2 separate regions of the Gossypium raimondii genome follow, and region 1 is linked to region 2. The links are chromatin contacts, called in public Hi-C maps. All regions are on one chromosome and are shown on one strand. Each heading gives the region's core, a stretch centred on a gene start, on an enhancer-like site or on the middle of the called end of the contact. The rest is flanking DNA. Distances are from core to core; before and after follow the strand shown.

Region 1 (4,281 bases), core at 1,217-3,716, 300 kb after region 2:
ATTGAAGACTCAACTCAACCTTGAGTTTGAGATGAAAGATCTAGGTGAAGCTAAGAAGATCCTTGGCATGGAAATATGTAGGGATAGAGCTCATCATGGCAGAGTTAGTTTGTCTCAGAAGTAATATTTAAAGAAGATACTACTTAGTTTGTCTCAGAAGTAATATTTAAAGAAGATACTCCAGAAGTTTAGCATGAACGAGCAGACTAAAGCTGTAAGTACTCCGTTGGCTTCTCATTTCAAGCTTTCTGCACAACTATCTCTTTCGACAAATACGGAAAAAGAATACATGTTACAAGTTCCATTTTCTAATGCAGTAGGTAGCTTGATGTATGTAATGGTGTGTACAAGACCCGACATTTCACAGGCAGTTAGTATAGTGAGCAGGTATATGCATAATCTTGGAAAAGGACATTGGCAAGCTGTGAAATGGATTCTACGGTATATTCATAAGACCATGGATATTGGATTACTGTTCAAGCAGGATACTATACTTGGTAAAGGTGTTGTTGGGTACGTTGATTCTGATTATGCCGGTGATTTGGACAAACGAAGATCAACCACTGGTTATGTGTTTACTCTTGCTTGGAGGACCAATAAGTTGGAAGTCTACATGCAGCTCTACGATTGCTTGTCAACCACGTGTTTGAATACATGGTTGTAACAGAGGCTGTAAAGGAAGCTATTTGGTTACAAGGTATGGTTAAAACCTTGGGATTGGTTCAGGAGCATATTAATGTGTATTGTGATAGTCAAAGTGCTATTCATTTAGCAAAGAATCAAGTCTATCATGCACGCACAAAGCATATCGACGACGTTTCCATTTTGTGCGTGAAATTATTGATGAGGGAAAATTCACCTTGTAAGATTAAGACTGTAGATAATCCCGCAGATATGATGACCAAGGTGGTAACAACAATCAAGTTCGAACATTGTTTGAACTTGATCAATATTCTGCATGTTTAACAGTTGAAGAAGGCACTATCAAGTGTTGTTGACAAAGGCAGAGAGAATTGTGTGAAGATAAGATTACTCGAATCAAATCTTCAAGGTGGAGATTATTGGGAATTATCCATATTTATGGAAAATCAAAGATATGGGTATCAAATAATAGAAAGTCAAAGATATGGGTATCAAATATTGGAAAGTCAAAGATATGGGTATCGAGATATTGGCATAATAAAATCTGAGATATTTGCAATATATGGTCCCTAATTGTAAAGTGACTTTGCAAGTTGATCCCTGAACCTCAACTATAAATAAGCATGACCATCTCTCATTCTGTATCTCAAACTTGCCATTCTCTACTTAAGGCATTGTTTTCTCTCTCTCTTTGTAAATTCTCACTTGTATTTTGGAGTGAAATATATTTGGTAGTGCCCGAGGACGTAGGCAAAATTTACTGAACCTCGTTAAATTCTTGTGTTCTTTATTGTATTATTCTGCATGAATTGTGTGTGTGATTGTAGTGATTTATTGTGCTATTAAATTACGATTGAGGGATATTCTGCTAGGAAAGACACGGTACTTAAGCGATCCTTGTGATCCACCTCTCTTTCCTGGGAATTGAACTTAGTGTGATTTTTTAGTACAATAATTTTACTCTTTTACACGCTTCCGCACAACAGATTAAATTAATCTATTTATAGTAAAAAAAACTATTTTAATCCAATCCTTATAATACAATAACCCATTAAATACATTTAGCCTAATATATCAGTATAAATTTTATTTATAAATAATAAATTTCATAAAAGAAAAGTTTTTCATGATTAAGTCAGCTCATATAGTAAAAAGTTTCACTTGTTAGTGGACAACTTGATTAATTCCGCCCATTTAGTCATTTAAAATATTAAAACATAGGAAATTTATTTTATATTTTTAATTAAAATAATATTTTTATTTCTATTAATGATTATAGCTTTCGTATGATACAAGTTTAACACCTATTATCTTTTTTTCTCCAATATTTAATAAATATAAAATAATATTTCGAATAGAGTCTAACTCAAACATATATATAAAAAAATCTGATAGGATTTAATAAAGTGGAAAAAGCAGTGGGACACTTAATCAACATAGGATAGTTTACAAAAGAAAAAAAATGTATAAATTAAATGTTTGAAAAGAATGACCTTTTATACATTGATAATCAGAAAAGAGAGTCTAGTGGAAATGATGACCATGATTAACCCAATGATGCTATGAAATATTCAACAACATTACTAAAATCATAAGCCTAAAAAACAAGAATTTGACCCAATCACTAATCCAAAGTCCAATCACTATCAACTATACCCCAATTTCATTTTTAATAGAATGCACATTTTCACTGCATTTGACTTTAAAAACTATATGAACGAAAAATAAAAAGAGATTGGAAGGTGGGGGAAAACTGAAAAAGGCTAGAGTAGGCATATGTGTTTGACAGGTAGTCAATTGGATCATTAAAGGGTATATGTATCAGAAGCCTAACATCTGCAATGCTCTTTCACATAGTGCAGCAAAATGCCAAATACTCTTACAATTACAGATTATACCCCTTTTCTTTGATGCTACCCTTTTCACTTTCTTTTATAAGGCAAGCCATGGCAGCCCCGCCTTCTATTCTTTTGCCTTTGAATTCCTTCACCTTCTTAACCTCCTTGAGTTTGAAGTTAGAACCAGACACAAAGAACCTCAGCAAATAAAAACCCACTCTTTTTTTTTCTTTTTTGTTTTTCCTTTGAGTTGTCAATATCTCTCTTGAGTGGTCTTTCCCTTTTATGCTCATAGTTTTAGCCCCCATATTTTTCCTTTTTACACAAAAAGGTTAGCTTCTTTTTTTTCTTTTCTTTTCTTTTTTGCAATGGAAGGAACTGAAGAGCACCACCATGTGAACAAGAAATGCACTACCAAAACCAGGACTTTCAAGGGCGGGAATAATAATCCTCATAAGCATCATTACCAGCACCCATTGTTGCAATATTCAAGCCACTTTGGGTTGTTTAACCAGAACCAGTTCCAAAGTTACTCTTACTACCCTGCTTTGCTCCCTTTACCCCCTCCAATACCTTTGCAGCTGGCTTTAACCCCACCTCTCTCTCAAAACCAAAACTTTCAAACTAAAACCCACTTGCAGAAACTTCCATGTAAGGTTAATGATTTTCCTCCACTTGCCACCTCTTCCCTCCCTGATACACAAGTCCCAGTTCTAACAATGACACCAGGTGACCCCCCGATATTTATATTTGTTCTTCTTATTTCATCTGCATGTATCATCATTTTAAGGTCATGGTTTATTTTTCTTCAACAAAACTGATTAAAAATAGGATCTTTGTTATATCCTTTTGTTCCAATCTTTAGTTATATGCAAAAAATGATAAATTTATAGCTAGAGCCTAGAAATGATATGTACCTCCTTAATTCTTATATTTGAAACTACTGGACTTGATTGATTTTTGTTTGGAACTTTTATCTATCCAAGTGGTTGTATTCAAGTTCTTAACTTTTTTTTCTCTTTCAATGAACCAATCAGCTCCAGAGGGGCTTCATGGGAGAACAAGTTTCCCATATAAAGGAAGGAAGGTGAGGAGTAGTGATACAAAGGAAGCACTGGTGGCTGCTAGGAGACCAGATTCTGGTGGTGTTGAAGGGCCAGTAATCACTCTCCTTGCCAACCATTTTGTAGTGAAATTTGACCCCTCTCTTAAAATTTACCATTACAATGTTGAAATATCTCCTAGTCCCTCCAAGGAGGTTGCTAGGATGATCAAACAGAAACTGGTGGAAAACAACTCAGGTTTACTCTCAGGTGCTCATCCAGCTTATGATGGTAGAAAGAATATATACAGCCCTGTTGAGTTCCAAAATGATAAGCTTGAGTTCTTTATTAGTCTCCCAATACCCACCACCAAGTCAGGTTTACCTTTTGGGGAATTGAATTGCTTCCCACAGAAGCAGAATCAGCTCAAAGTGTTTCGAATCAATATCCGACATGTTTCAAAGTTTGATGGAAAGGATTTGAGAAGTTACTTGAGCAAGGAAGGTGATGATTGGATCCCACTCCCTCAGGATTATCTCCATGCTTTGGATGTTGTTCTTAGGGAGGGTCCAATGGAAAAGTGTATACCGGTAGGGAGGTCGTTTTATTCGAGTTCGATGGGAGGTACTAAGGAAATCGGAGGGGGAGCTATTGGATGGAGAGGTTTCTTTCAGAGCCTTCGACCAACGCAACAAGGATTAGCGCTCAATGTTGATTTCTCCATCAGTGCCTTCCATGAGAGTATTGGAGTTATCCTT
Region 2 (3,971 bases), core at 218-2,717:
CATGCGACGTTCTTTTATTTAATACATATATATATGCATGTTTTTTTTATCTAGTATACTTGCATGTTTTTTATAATATATATATATGCATTTTTATAAATATTTTTTACTATTCTGTTCCATTTTTTATTTACATATCATACAAATATATTTTCATATACATATTTTCATGATTTACCAATACATACACTTATACATTTTTTATTTTGTAAATATATACACATATTTCATTTTTTTCTCTTTTTATATGTATACTTATTATATATGTGTTTTATATATGCATTAACATTTTATCATGTTTTTTTATATATTTTGATTTTATCGAAGCGTTAAAATCATCATATTTTTACAAATTTCCAAAATATTTGGCATTCATGATTCTCGGGAAAGATTGTGTCCTAACTTACTGGATTGCGATTATTTTTCGATGAATTTAGAAAGCCAAGTATTTGTTTTGCAATAAATTCGCAAATTTTAAATAAAAGCTTATTCTCGGGAATTCAAAATGTTGGATCCTAACTTACTGGTCATGACATTTTCTTCTCGAAATAAGAATTTTCAAAAGCGAAAGGCAATATTCGGGTATTTTGAAGATTTAAAAACATTGTGCCCTAACTCACTGGGTGTGGTGTTTTATTTCTTTGAAATAAGAATGTCTTATTATTTTAATTCGTTCATAAAATAAAAAGTTTCCTTTTAAAATATTTTTAAATTTTCGACACCAATGCATTAAAAAAATCAATTTGGTACCAATTTTGGGCGTTACGAGGGTGCTAATCTTTCCTCGTGCGTAACTGACTCCCGAACTTGTTTTCTTAAATTTCGCAGACCAAAATTATTTTTTAAGGTGGGCCGATAACACCTTAATAAAAGAATCGGTGGCGACTCTAGTTTTGTTTTTTAAAGTCGACAACTAAATTTTTGGTTTCAAAAAAGGTGGGCCGATAACACCTTAATAAAGGATCGGTGGCGACTCCAGTTTTGTTTTTTAAAGTCGACAACTAAATTTTTGATTTCAAAAAAACGGTTCTGACATATACATGCAGCAAATTTCATGTTGGGTATGCACGAAATATAGTTTTTTCTTTCTTGGGGGATGACACATACATGCTCCTTGAATCCTATATTGTGAGTTTTGAGGTTAAATGGGTTTTCTAACTTTAGTTATTCATAGGGTTCTCATGGTTTTGAAACATGCAAATTTCTTTACATATCCAATTCTAATTTTCTTTTACAGCTGGTAAGGGTTAGACATTTTTAATATTTTATGCATGTTCAGAACTTCTTTGCGTGAGGATGGTATGATAGGTAAATGTGTAAGCTTTCACCACAATTAGACTGAAAACTGGCCGGCACATTAACATAGTTGGACCCGGCAACAGAATGAAACAATTTATTTATGTTTGGACCAAATTATCCTACTCCAAACTCAAAAACCTCTTCTTTTCGGCCCAATTCCTTTTTAAAACCTCCCAAACCCCTTTTTCCCAGAATAAAGAAATTGGCTTTGCCCGAGTCTCTTTCTGACTCACCCAAAGCCTCGCCCTCTTCTCTTCGCTCTTGCTCTGCTTTGCGCCGTCTCATAAGTGCCTCCGGCCACCGTCTGAAGCTGCCGTCGTGGTGATATCTGGCAAGGGTGAGAATATTTTTATTTATTTTAAATAATTATAACTTTTTTTGCTAGTGTTTTAAATTTTTTTACTTTGGATTTTGGATAATGTAGTTAACTGTTTTCATGTTTAAAAATTTTGATTAATTCGATTTTGTAATGTATAATTCATGCCTATTACATTATTGATATTTAAATGTATTTAGGAAATTTCAAAATTTTTTTTCTGATTTTTTTTTCGAAATTTTCCTGCATTCTCCCTTTTTTTTTCAGAAGTTTTCTTTTATTATTATTATTATTATTATTATTATTATTATTATTATTATTATTATTATTATATTATCTGTGAACTGGTGATCTGACCAGTTTGACTGCCGGTCCAGTTCCAAAAACCATCACTTCGTCTAATAGATGAATAATCCGATTGAATTCATCGATGTGGAAGCATTACATAAACTTCCAATACGAGCACCTGCTGGGGAAATAACCCGATGTGGAATAACTAGGCTCTTACAATTCCTCACTACGTGATATTTTATATACCCGCTAAACAAAAATATTTGTGGAATAACCTGAATGTTATATTTTCAATGTTTTAAATGGGTTTTATCTATTTCAGAATGTTATACATTAACTTAAATTACAGTGCACGTTAACTTGTATATAGAAATTTTGATTATCTTAACACTAACATATTTCCACTATATTTTGTCTACTATTCAGAGGTAAATTTGTGAACAAAGATAAGCTTGCGGTAATACTTGCTGCAAGTTGTTGAAAGTTTACTGTCAGCCATTCAACAGATGGAGCAGGATTGCACCCAATGGACTTGCAACTTGTGTGGGAATGTGGGAATGGCTGATGGATCAGATGGCTACTTCTACTGCTTGAGATGTGGGTCTCAGGCTGATGACATCATTGATACGGGTGTTGCTGATGAGGATTTTATTGAAAAGGGTTCTCAGGGTGGTGGTGCCCTTTACTTGGCCAGCCATACTCGCCATGCTCGCCAACCCATCCCAGTCCAACCACTCTCACAAGTTGACCCCAAATCTCTAGAATTTTGGTCCCGTCTCACCGAAGAGCCTGGAGGCCATAATGTTAATCAAGATGGAACAGGAGATGGTGTGGGGCCCACCGGCACAAGTGATTTTGGCTCTTACCCTGCGTGTGCATATAGTTATGAAGGTTATTACCAGGAGGTTAGGAACAGATATGTGATGGGGATGCAGATGATGATAGAAGCTCAATGTGAGGCTTTAGTGGAGAAGTTTAATATGAAACCTTTGATTTGTGGGATAGTTGGACCTATTTGGTTGAGGTTTTTGGCCAGCACTAAGGTTTTTGATGATGGTTGGGCCGATGAGGCTATTCATCAATCTGAGATAAAAAAATCAGGTATTGGCTGTTGCCTGTATCAGTTTTAAAAAATTTCATTTATTTACCTTCTTGTTGTAGAACTATGAGTAGATGAAGGTTGATTATGGTGCTTGTTAGTGTCAGTAAGTACTGTGGGTTTGGTGATATTAATGCTTTAGTTATTCATATGATTCTGCCATAGAAAAATGGATTTTGGTGGTTTGTATGTTAATTTTTATAGCTATTTTTTTGCTCATAACAGATCAGTGTTTCTGGGCTTTGATAATAGTTAAGGATGTTTGGTGATACTCTCCTTCCCATCTTAAAATTGATATCAATTTTTTCCCTAACTGGGACAAAAGGTGTGAAAGAATACTTTCTGTTGAATATCAGCTCTGGCCAAAAATATAAATATATAATAAATATATCTCTGTGCTGGTAAAACCATCTTCCAAATTTTGTTGTGCTATAATTTCATGACAATTTGAACTTTATCTTACCATTAAATTTTTGGTGGTGCTAAAGAAAATTATTTATATCAAAGGTGGTTTAATTACATAGCTGGACTGGAAAAATTGAAAATGTCGGATTCCCTGCAATTTACATGCAAGTTATAGTGTTTTTTATGTTGTTTTGTTTTCTCTCTTCCCCCTCCCATTTATGTTCTTACATATCAATAATCATCGTGTTATTTTGTTGATCACTATTTTCATTTTTCCCTTTGCAATTAGGAGAATCTGAAGATTTTAAACCGCTTTCTCGTCACAAAGCAGAACCTCACAACATACATGGTCAGAGAGCATTAATTATATGGCATAAATATTTAAGAAAAAAAATTCCGTTATCTTGTTCTCTAGCTATTTCTTTTCTAGGATGCCATGTTTCAAGAGAAGCAGTTTTGCCATCAGACGTAATCAAGTGGGCAGTTGAAGGGAAGCTTACCTATTTTGATGCTTTTGTTGAAATTGAGAAACGCATTGGACAGTCGTTGCCTCCCTTTCCT

What was found. Hi-C and Micro-C count contacts between places; a contact is called where the count stands out from the background.
Region 1: a contact with region 2 is called in a Hi-C map of leaf, with 2.6 times the contacts expected there. The contact joins the promoter of LOC105771356 here to the promoter of LOC105771328 in region 2. A contact is called at or near these places in 2 of 2 Hi-C or Micro-C datasets (both in leaf).

The regions. Positions count from the first base shown.
Region 1 is chr5:32,768,278-32,772,558 of ASM2569854v1, forward strand. LOC105771356 (protein argonaute 7) reads left to right here and starts at 2,467. Exons shown (of 3, transcript XM_012592790.2): 1 at 2,467-3,209; 2 at 3,518-4,281. The coding sequence starts at 2,849.
Region 2 is chr5:32,474,005-32,477,975 of ASM2569854v1, forward strand. LOC105771328 (TATA box-binding protein-associated factor RNA polymerase I subunit B) reads left to right here and starts at 1,468. Exons shown (of 6, transcript XM_012592759.2): 1 at 1,468-1,636; 2 at 2,333-3,007; 3 at 3,700-3,759; 4 at 3,841-3,971. The coding sequence starts at 2,413.